Linked DNA regions of Mus musculus: all the other regions are linked to region 2. Evidence: chromatin contacts called from public HiChIP or PLAC-seq and promoter capture Hi-C data. All regions are on one chromosome and are shown on one strand. The core of a region is the stretch at or near the end of the contact, and the rest is flanking DNA. Distances in the headings are between cores, read along the strand shown.

Region 1 (2,700 bases), core at 191-2,690, 520 kb before region 2:
AGAATTAAAGATGTATACCATCACATCTGGCTATTGATTATTCTTATGTAAACAGCTGTGGGAATCAAGACAGCATTAGCATTTAGTACTTTTAAAACAAATAATTGTTTGGGGCTGGAGAGATGGCTAAGTAATTAAGAGCACTGACTACTCTTCCAGAGGTCCTGAGTTCAAATCCCAGCAACTACATGGTGGCTCACAACCATCTGTAATGGGATCACATGCCCTCTTCTGGTGTGTCTGAAGACAACTACAGTGTACTCATATAAATAAAATAACTAAATCCTTTTTAAAAAAGTAATTTAAGTAATAGCTGGAACCTAAGTCTATGTATTTAGGAACATCACTAAATTCTTCTCCAGTTTAAAGAAGTGAAAGAGTAACAATCTACCCGAAAGAGAACATGATGGTTTTCAATTCCCCAGCTGGCAAAGAAGCACAACATGGTGGTGGTGTCTCCAATCTTGGAGCGTGATAGAGAGCATGGGGGAGTTCTGTGGAACACAGCTGTGGTGATCTCCAATTCAGGGCTGGTCATGGGGAAGACCAGAAAGAACCACATCCCCAGAGTGGGAGACTTCAACGAGGTACGTGCCAGTCCGGATTCGGAGGGCTTTCCTGGGGGCGGGGGGAGGTAGTTCTGTATCGGAGGCTGTGAAGTGTGACCCTTGCAGGGGGTTGCTGCTGTAGTCTTCAGAGGGTCTGATAGTGTTGCCCTGCATCACACAGACAGATGAGATATTTCAGTCACAAAACCTTTTAGCAGCATGGGATGTAGAGATGTTTTATATGTGTGAGGTAACTTGGCTTTCTGCAGTATTCCCTCGAGATAATTGGTTCATTAACCAACATGCAAATAAACAGTACACAAATGTGAAATGACTCCGGTGAGCCCTTGTGAAGGGGCTTATGAAGGGACTCTGAGCTCCTAGGCAACCAATGATATAATCCTAGTTTTAGAGTGTCTTTGTGACTTATCTGGTGTCTAAGTTGGCTCGTGTTCAGATAGGTGTCTTTGAATGTTTGTTTGTGTACAGTGATGGTTACACAGGACTTAGAATCACTGGAGATAGGAATTCTGGGAGAGGGGGCTGTTCTGATTGGTAAATGCCAATTCACAAGTGGCGGGACGCCAATGGAGAGTGTTTGAAGGAGGAAAAATGAACTCTACATAATATCAGGCTACTAAATCTGGATTTGAACTTGACTTTTCAAGAGTCAAGAATAGTCCAGAATATACTGCCTCTGATCCTTAGCTCCCCACCCCTCATCCTTGCTTTGGGGGCTTAGGTTGCTCTCGGGCAGGTCAACAAGGTGAGACACCATCTACAGGGCTACAAGGAAACCAAAGAGCTGCTGTTTCTAAGTAGCAGCTGGAGGTGGGGTAGGACAGACACGCTCCTCACCTGTTTACCCTGGGGTTAATCATTAGCTCCCTGCTGATGTCACCTGTCTAGGTACAGCAGGATCTGCTCAGGGTCCACTGTGTACACACCCTGGTTGCTGTCTAACTCAGCCAGTTTTGAAATTCACGAGAGAAAGCCGAGAGCTCTAGGAGCCGATCTGTTTGCCACCCACCTTGCCCTCTACCCTCCCCTCAAGACCCAGAAGTGGTACCCTCGGGCATCAAGCGGGGAACAAGGGATGGATGAAAAAGGTTTCCATTTGCTTGTCCTGCGAGGGATCCGTAATCCGAGGCAGGATGCTCACTCTGCTGCATAGAGGGTGTGAGTTCTACTCTCAAATTTATTCTTAGACAGTAGGTCAAGTCCCAGACCAACTCAAGCAACATTCAGTTTCCAAAAAGGAGAAGTTGCTCTAGGTGCGGCTGGGTCTTTTTCACCTCTAGCAATCTGCACAAGGATGTGTGGTTGGTAAGGACTCCTCCTAACATTGACCTGACCACAACCTTTCCTCCTGACATGATTGAACCCTTACCATAGGTTATCCTGGAAGTCATGTGATAGACCACAAAGCAGACTGTGGATTAAATCCTTAGGCCATTGTGCTTTTCCCTTGGGTCTGCTTTGTTATTATGCCTGGGGTTTTGTGTTGTGCCCCAACACACCGAAACTCTGGAACTTAAAATAGAGTCACACCCAAATGTTAATTTTAGGTCACCAGCGATGCTCACTTCTGCTGAGTCTAAGGAAAGCAGAAGTGTTTCCACTCCAACAACAGAGCTCTTTTGTAATTTTTTTTTCAGTCCACTTACTACATGGAGGGAAACCTGGGCCACCCCGTGTTCCAGACCCAGTTTGGCAGGATTGCAGTGAACATTTGCTATGGGCGGCACCACCCCCTCAACTGGCTCATGTACAGCATCAACGGAGCTGAAATCATCTTCAACCCTTCGGCCACCATTGGAGAACTCAGGTCTCTTGGTGGAAAGGCTCTGGGGGGGAGGGGGGGTCTTCCTAGGGCCCATCCGCTGCCTTGGGCCTAGAGTCAATCTGTGGGATTCTGGCATGCGTTTGGTAAACCGTAGGAAGCAGGCGCCATCACCAGGATGTCTAGATCACAGCTCCGTGATTGGATGTTGTTGCACAGTTAACCATTTTTTTTCAGTGGAAAAAAAAAAAAAAAGCCCCAGCCAATATGACCATTACAACATCTGACCTTCCCAAAGGACCATTCTACCATTGGCAGCAACCTTTGCTGGGATTCTGAACATGGGGACAAAGATAATGCTCTCAACCC
Region 2 (2,700 bases), core at 11-2,510:
TATTGATCTAAAGATGCCCCCACTGGGCCTATATCCCCAACATCGTCAAGCTGGAAACACTTGGGTGTTTTTCTCTCTGTCACAGCATCGGATGCCCATTAGAGATGGTTGCAAGGCACCATGTGGTTGCTGGGAATTGAACTCAGGACCTCTGGAAGAGCAGTCAGTGCTCTTAACCACTGTGCCATCTCTCCAGCCCAACACTTGGGTCTTTGTGAGGACATTCTAGAGCAGTGATCCTCAACCTTTCTAATGCAGCCACCCTTTAGTATCACCTCATGTTGTCATGAACCCCCAACCATAAAATCATAACTACATCATACCTGTAATTTTGCTACTGCTATGAACTGTTTTCTGATAGTATTGGGCAAAAGCGACCCCTTTCACGCAACCCTGAAAGAGGTCCAGACCCACAGTTTGAGAACTGCTGTTCTAGACCCAGACTATACCAGGGGTAGTGTATTAGTCAGGAGTCTTTAGAGTCACAAAACTTATGGAATGTCTCTCTATATTGAGGGAATTTATTGGAACGACTTACAGTCTGTAGTCCAACTAACCCAACAATGGTCAGCTGTGGATGGGAAGTCCATGGACCTGGTAGTTGCTCAGTCCCACTAGGGTAGCTATTTCAGCTGGCCTTCTGTATAAGCTGGAAGCCTGAAGTAGGCTCCAACAGATGTGCTGGCCAGTAAGTGCAAGCAGGTGAAGAGAGTGAGCCTTCCTTCTTCCAATGTCCGTATGGAGGCCTCCAGCAGAAGGTGTGGCCCAGATTAAAGATGTGTACCACCATGCCTGGATCTGGGACTTGCTTGTCCCAGGCTGACGCAGAGGTCTCCTTGCCTCAGTCTCCTGGGATTAACAGCGTGTACTACCTTGCCTGGGCCTAAGCTCTCCATGGCCACTATGGCCTCAAGATCTCTGAGCCAAATCCAGGTCAGAAATGTGTGTCTTCCAGCCACAAGATCTGAATCACAGGTGTGCCCTCCAATTCTGGATCATAGTTCATTTCAGATATAGTCAGTTGACCACCAGAAATAGTCATTACAGGTAGATATACACTAGGAAAGGGTATGAGAGGCTGTCTGGGGAATGCCAACTTCCTGCAAATGGATGTGAAGGGCTCTGATCTCCTGCTGGCTGAGATGCCAGGACATTTGGAAGATAGGGCCTGACCCTGGCCCCAGACACATGTGTCGTCCTTCAGTCAGTGGGCTGATTTGCATGCTCTATTGTGGTCCAGAGACTTCCCCATCCCTGTACTACAAGCATCCGGAGCACAGTACTGCAGAACTCTAGGTCGGCCTTTCTGCTTCTGGCCATGGCCTGCCCTGGTTGCCTGCCTCTGCTCCTGATAGGAACCTTTGTGGCAGGTACGGCACATCCAGGAACGAGGTGGGGGTTGGCACCAGCTCAGGGAAACTCATGCAAAGAAGTGAATCAACAGGGTAAGGGGGGTGGATCCTAGGAGAGGCATTGGGGTAGAGCAGAGAGCCGGCTGTAGGCAACTCTGTCCAGGACTAGGGGAAAGCCACTTTCCGTGTGGACCTTAGCTTCCCAATTTGTGGGTCTGCTTAGACTGTGGTCCTTCAGCGTCTCTGAGGAGAGGGCAACTTCTTGCCTTTGTTTCTCAGAGAGGAGGCTAATAAAGATGGGCAGCCCCCTGCTCCACAGATCCTTTAAGGCAATCCTCTGTGGCCAGCAGTTTGAAAGTCAAGGATGACAGTTAAGCATTCTGAGAGGTCTGGAGGGCAGTTACTTTGTAGCTGAGGTTGAGTTATTAGATTGAGGGGTAAGGGTAGAGAGAAGGAGGGTAGTAGGTACTAGGGGGACCTAGAAGGTCACACTTGAACACTAGGCTCTCAACTGAACATGGATTCTTGGAGACAGGACAGTAATGCTAATTTAGGGGTCACTTATTCACAAGCCCCCATTCACAGAGGAAACCGGAACGGTAGATGGAGCAAACTATGTCTCACAGAACCATCCAGGGCACTAGGCTCTGAAAAATATTTGGGAGTGGGAATCTTTGCAGTCTGATAAAATATTTGTAGCAAGGTAGGAAGGAGCCCAGGCTAGCCCTTAGTGGGTCTGTGTCTTTTTCAGTCTTTCAGCCAACTCTGACCCAGCCTGACGCGTTCTCAGTCTTCCCAGGCCAAGACGCTCATCTCAGCTGCACCATCAATTCCCAGCATGCCACCGCTGGAGATATTGGGGTGTCGTGGTACCAGCAGCAGCCAGGAAGTGCTCCCCATCTTCTCTACTATTACGCAGAAGAGGAACACTATCGGCCCGCTGACATCCCCGACAGATTCTCAGCTACCGTGGATGCAGCCCACAACGCCTGTATCCTCACCATCAGCCCCGTGCTCCCGGAGGATGATGCCGATTACTTCTGTTCCATCGCCCACACCTTTGAACCCTAGGGCTGGGTTGAACATCTTCTGTCTCCTAGGTCTGCCCCCTGACCTTGGGCCTCCTCTTTTTCTCTTAAGTCTTGCTTTCTTTCCTTCCTCTGTGAAATGAGTTAATAACACTCGACGGGTCAACCACTGTCCTGAGAACTGTGAGATCCTGTGTAAACAAATAAATAAAATAAATGTCAAATTGGAGGATGTGGAGGTTGGGATTTTGATGATTGTTGTCTAAAGAGGAAACACCTGAGACCCTTAGGGAATGTGGCCCAGCTTTGTCCCTATCCCT
Region 3 (2,700 bases), core at 100-2,599, 780 kb before region 2:
CTTTTCCGTCAAGGCACTCAGGCACCCTGTGCCAGCCTAGCAAAGAGAAGAGAATTTCCAGTGCCAGAAAGCAGTGAAGGTAGCAAAGACAGATATACTCAGGGATACCTCCCAGAGGGAAGAGACACCGTTGCATAGACAGGGCTCCACTCCAGGTAAGGCGCAGGCAAATGGAAATTTACAGCCAAGGAGCAGGGTAAGGGTCAGTGAGTGGAGATTACTAAGAGGAAATGCCAGGAGTGAGGAGGATTCTGGCTAGACCAGCCCAATGGGATTTTTCTTCTGAAGGAAGGTCAGGTAAACAGACATTACCTGGAGACAAAGAACCCAGCTACACGTCAAAGATGGGGGTGGGGGCAAACCTGTAATCCAGCACTTTGGAGGTAGAGACAGATAAAAAATCCACAGCTAGTCACAACCACATAGTGAATTATTTGAGACCAGCCTGGGCTCTGTGAGGCACTGTCAAAATAATAATAATAATAATAATAAACGCTGATGATGATGGTGATGGTGATGGTGATGATGATGGAGATAGAGAGATAGCTTAGTTGATATGGAGGCTTGAATGATAATTCCAGAATCCACATTAAAAAAAAAAAGTGTGGGGCAGGAGTAGAGGAGCCCAGTGTGATGAACCACATGCAATCCCAGCACTGGGGAAACTGAGGCAGACAGATCCCTAGGGTTCTCTGGCCAGCCAGTCTACCTTACTTGACAAGTTCCAGTCAGGGAGAGACCCTAACTGACTCAACAAAAACAAGGTAGATAGCATCTGAGAGATGACTCCTGAGGTCGGCCTTGGTGTCCTCAAACACGTATACATACACGCACACCAAATACAGCATACCCACGTATACACTACACACACACACACACACACACACACACACACACACACACACACACACACACACAGAGTATATGTTCTTAGAAAAATTGATTGAACAGAATTCTTACTCAGATTGGGCTTTTGCGCAGGGGTGAAGCCATGTTGATCAAAGCTCAGAGTCTGGCTAGTCTGGTAGTAAAGAGGATAGTCTCTGTCCACCCACCAGCCCTGCTGTGCCCTGTGTGACCCAAGTGAGTCATAGCCCCTCACCCTTCCAGCAATGTGTCCTCGTATATCAGATGGAGCAAGAGACACATCCGTCTGCAGCTTGGTGACGTGTCACCCAGACCTGGTCAGCATTTGGTGCTATTATTACTGTTACTATTTTGTCACCATCATTGTCAGTGAAGAGGCACTGGAGACTGTCGGCCCCTGCTCCAGCCCCCAGTCATCACCGTGGTCTGAGAGATGATTGGCCTCGGGAACTTCTTTACACAGGAAGGAACCCAAGCACTTGAAAATGGTCTAGATGACTCACACTCGCCTACACAGTGACTGGCCTGTCTCCCAGCAACAAGGGCTTGTCCGTGTGATCCCTGGAGGAAGGAAGCAGGAGGAGGGGCAGTGTTACGGCCTGACACTCAGCCTGGCTCCGTTCTCCCGCCTCTTGCTTCTTCTCACCTGTGGATACTGTTTATGGGTTAGGTATAGCTGAGAAAGCCATCTGCGGCTTAACCAGGGCTGAGCCAGGCTTTCCCGATGATGTCGACACCTTCCATGCGTGTCGTTGTGGATAGGTGCCTAGCTGTCTATTTCCTGCTGCTGGGAGTTGGTGAGGAATGGCAACCCTGGCTCAGAAACTAAGTGGAGAGACGTCCTGTGAGGTAAAGCTGCATGCTGAGATAGAGAAGATGCAGTCCTCAATACCAGAGGGAAGACAGGTGGAAGTCCAGACTCAGGCAGAACAGCAGGGCCCAAGAGAAGGGCCAGAATGGACACTGAGGCTCTGATGGTAGTATTCACGCACATCCTCAGACTGAGAGTGCCAGACTCTTCTGAGGTTAAGATCCTGAGTCGGTACGCTTCTCTGCTCTATAAATGGTATTAATGAATACTTAGTCCAAGAACCACAGCCCAAGTTTTTGGATTCTGCCCTTACTCTTTATATGACCTTGACTTATCCGGTCCCCATTTCTCTTCCTGAAGAACGGAGGTTCCACAAGAGAAAGAGTAGAGTGTTCCCTCTTTCTGAACCCAGGACACGTTAAATCCACACGCCAGAAAGGGATGTGATGGCGCTGACCTGGAAGGTGACAACTGTTCAGAGAGTCACCAGCAAGAAGACTATGAGCCCTCGTGCAGTTCGTACACAGCACCTTGGTCCTTTCCAAGCTTCTATAGGTCATCCAAGCAAACCAAACCATCATACACCAGAGCCTGTTGTGTTGCCCTCATAAGGAAGAACCTATGTGCCAGGATCCAAGAGTGCCATAACATGAAGACATTTTATCCCAGGCTTTAAGATACTACAGATGTGCCAAAAGCCAGGGTCATCATGCTGCAAGGTCACACTGGCATCCTCAGATATCGCTGATGAAGGGGCCAAGTTTGGGCACAGGGAGACCTTCACATGAAGGAACACGAGGTATATCTTCAGGTCATACCCCAAGGCCGGCAGTTAGCCAGGATTCAGGGATGCTTGAACTGAGAGGAAGCCATTCAGCAGCCTGACTGCATATGGTCAAGACCGGGCCAGGATCCTGAAAGCACCATCCTCAGCTAGGGCCACTCTGCAAAGGAGACCAACATACTCGGTAAACCTAGGTCTCTTGGAGCCTTGTACCCATTAGAGATTTCCCATGCCCTCT

The links. Promoter capture Hi-C pulls out the DNA fragments that hold promoters and counts their contacts. HiChIP or PLAC-seq counts read pairs in DNA pulled down with a chosen protein or histone mark.
Region 1: a contact with region 2 is called in an H3K4me3 HiChIP or PLAC-seq map of pro-B cells, with 4 times the contacts expected there. The contact joins the enhancer-like site here to the promoter of Vpreb3 in region 2. A contact is called at or near these places in 2 of 39 promoter capture datasets (embryonic stem cells and hippocampal neurons), 1 of 15 datasets of contacts at CTCF or cohesin (CD8 T cells), 9 of 484 Hi-C or Micro-C datasets (CD8 T cells, the G1E-ER4 cell line, the N1E-115 cell line and 4 more) and 2 of 115 datasets of contacts at active chromatin or transcription factors (large pre-B cells and pro-B cells).
Region 3: a promoter capture Hi-C map of the HPC-7 cell line shows a contact between it and region 2, with 10 times the contacts expected there. The contact joins the enhancer-like site here to the promoter of Vpreb3 in region 2. A contact is called at or near these places in 8 of 39 promoter capture datasets (the HPC-7 cell line, HPC-7-derived erythroid cells, embryonic stem cells and 5 more), 1 of 15 datasets of contacts at CTCF or cohesin (large pre-B cells), 20 of 484 Hi-C or Micro-C datasets (B cells, the Ba/F3 cell line, the G1E-ER4 cell line and 6 more), 3 of 115 datasets of contacts at active chromatin or transcription factors (embryonic forebrain, large pre-B cells and pro-B cells) and 1 of 9 other capture datasets (liver).

Annotation. Positions count from the first base shown.
Region 1 is chr10:75,427,756-75,430,455 of GRCm38.p6, forward strand. It overlaps Upb1 (ureidopropionase, beta), which reads left to right. Exons shown (of 10, transcript NM_133995.4): 5 at 426-587; 6 at 2,207-2,376. Among named protein-coding and RNA genes, the nearest start is that of 4933407G14Rik, 20 kb to the right of the region's middle. Within about 2 kb of position 1,441, at least 83 of the 459 cell types and tissues checked have an H3K27ac peak or open chromatin away from gene starts, as enhancers often do. A contact at or near this core is called in pro-B cells, where this site is marked.
Region 2 is chr10:75,947,040-75,949,739 of GRCm38.p6, forward strand. Vpreb3 (pre-B lymphocyte gene 3) reads left to right here and starts at 1,261. Exons shown (of 2, transcript NM_009514.5): 1 at 1,261-1,370; 2 at 2,104-2,618. The coding sequence starts at 1,319. The coding sequence ends at 2,423.
Region 3 is chr10:75,169,297-75,171,996 of GRCm38.p6, forward strand. All of the region lies in intron 16 of Bcr (BCR activator of RhoGEF and GTPase), which reads left to right. Among named protein-coding and RNA genes, the nearest start is that of Specc1l, 41 kb to the right of the region's middle. Within about 2 kb of position 1,350, at least 154 of the 459 cell types and tissues checked have an H3K27ac peak or open chromatin away from gene starts, as enhancers often do. A contact at or near this core is called in the HPC-7 cell line, cerebral cortex and palatal mesenchyme, where this site is marked.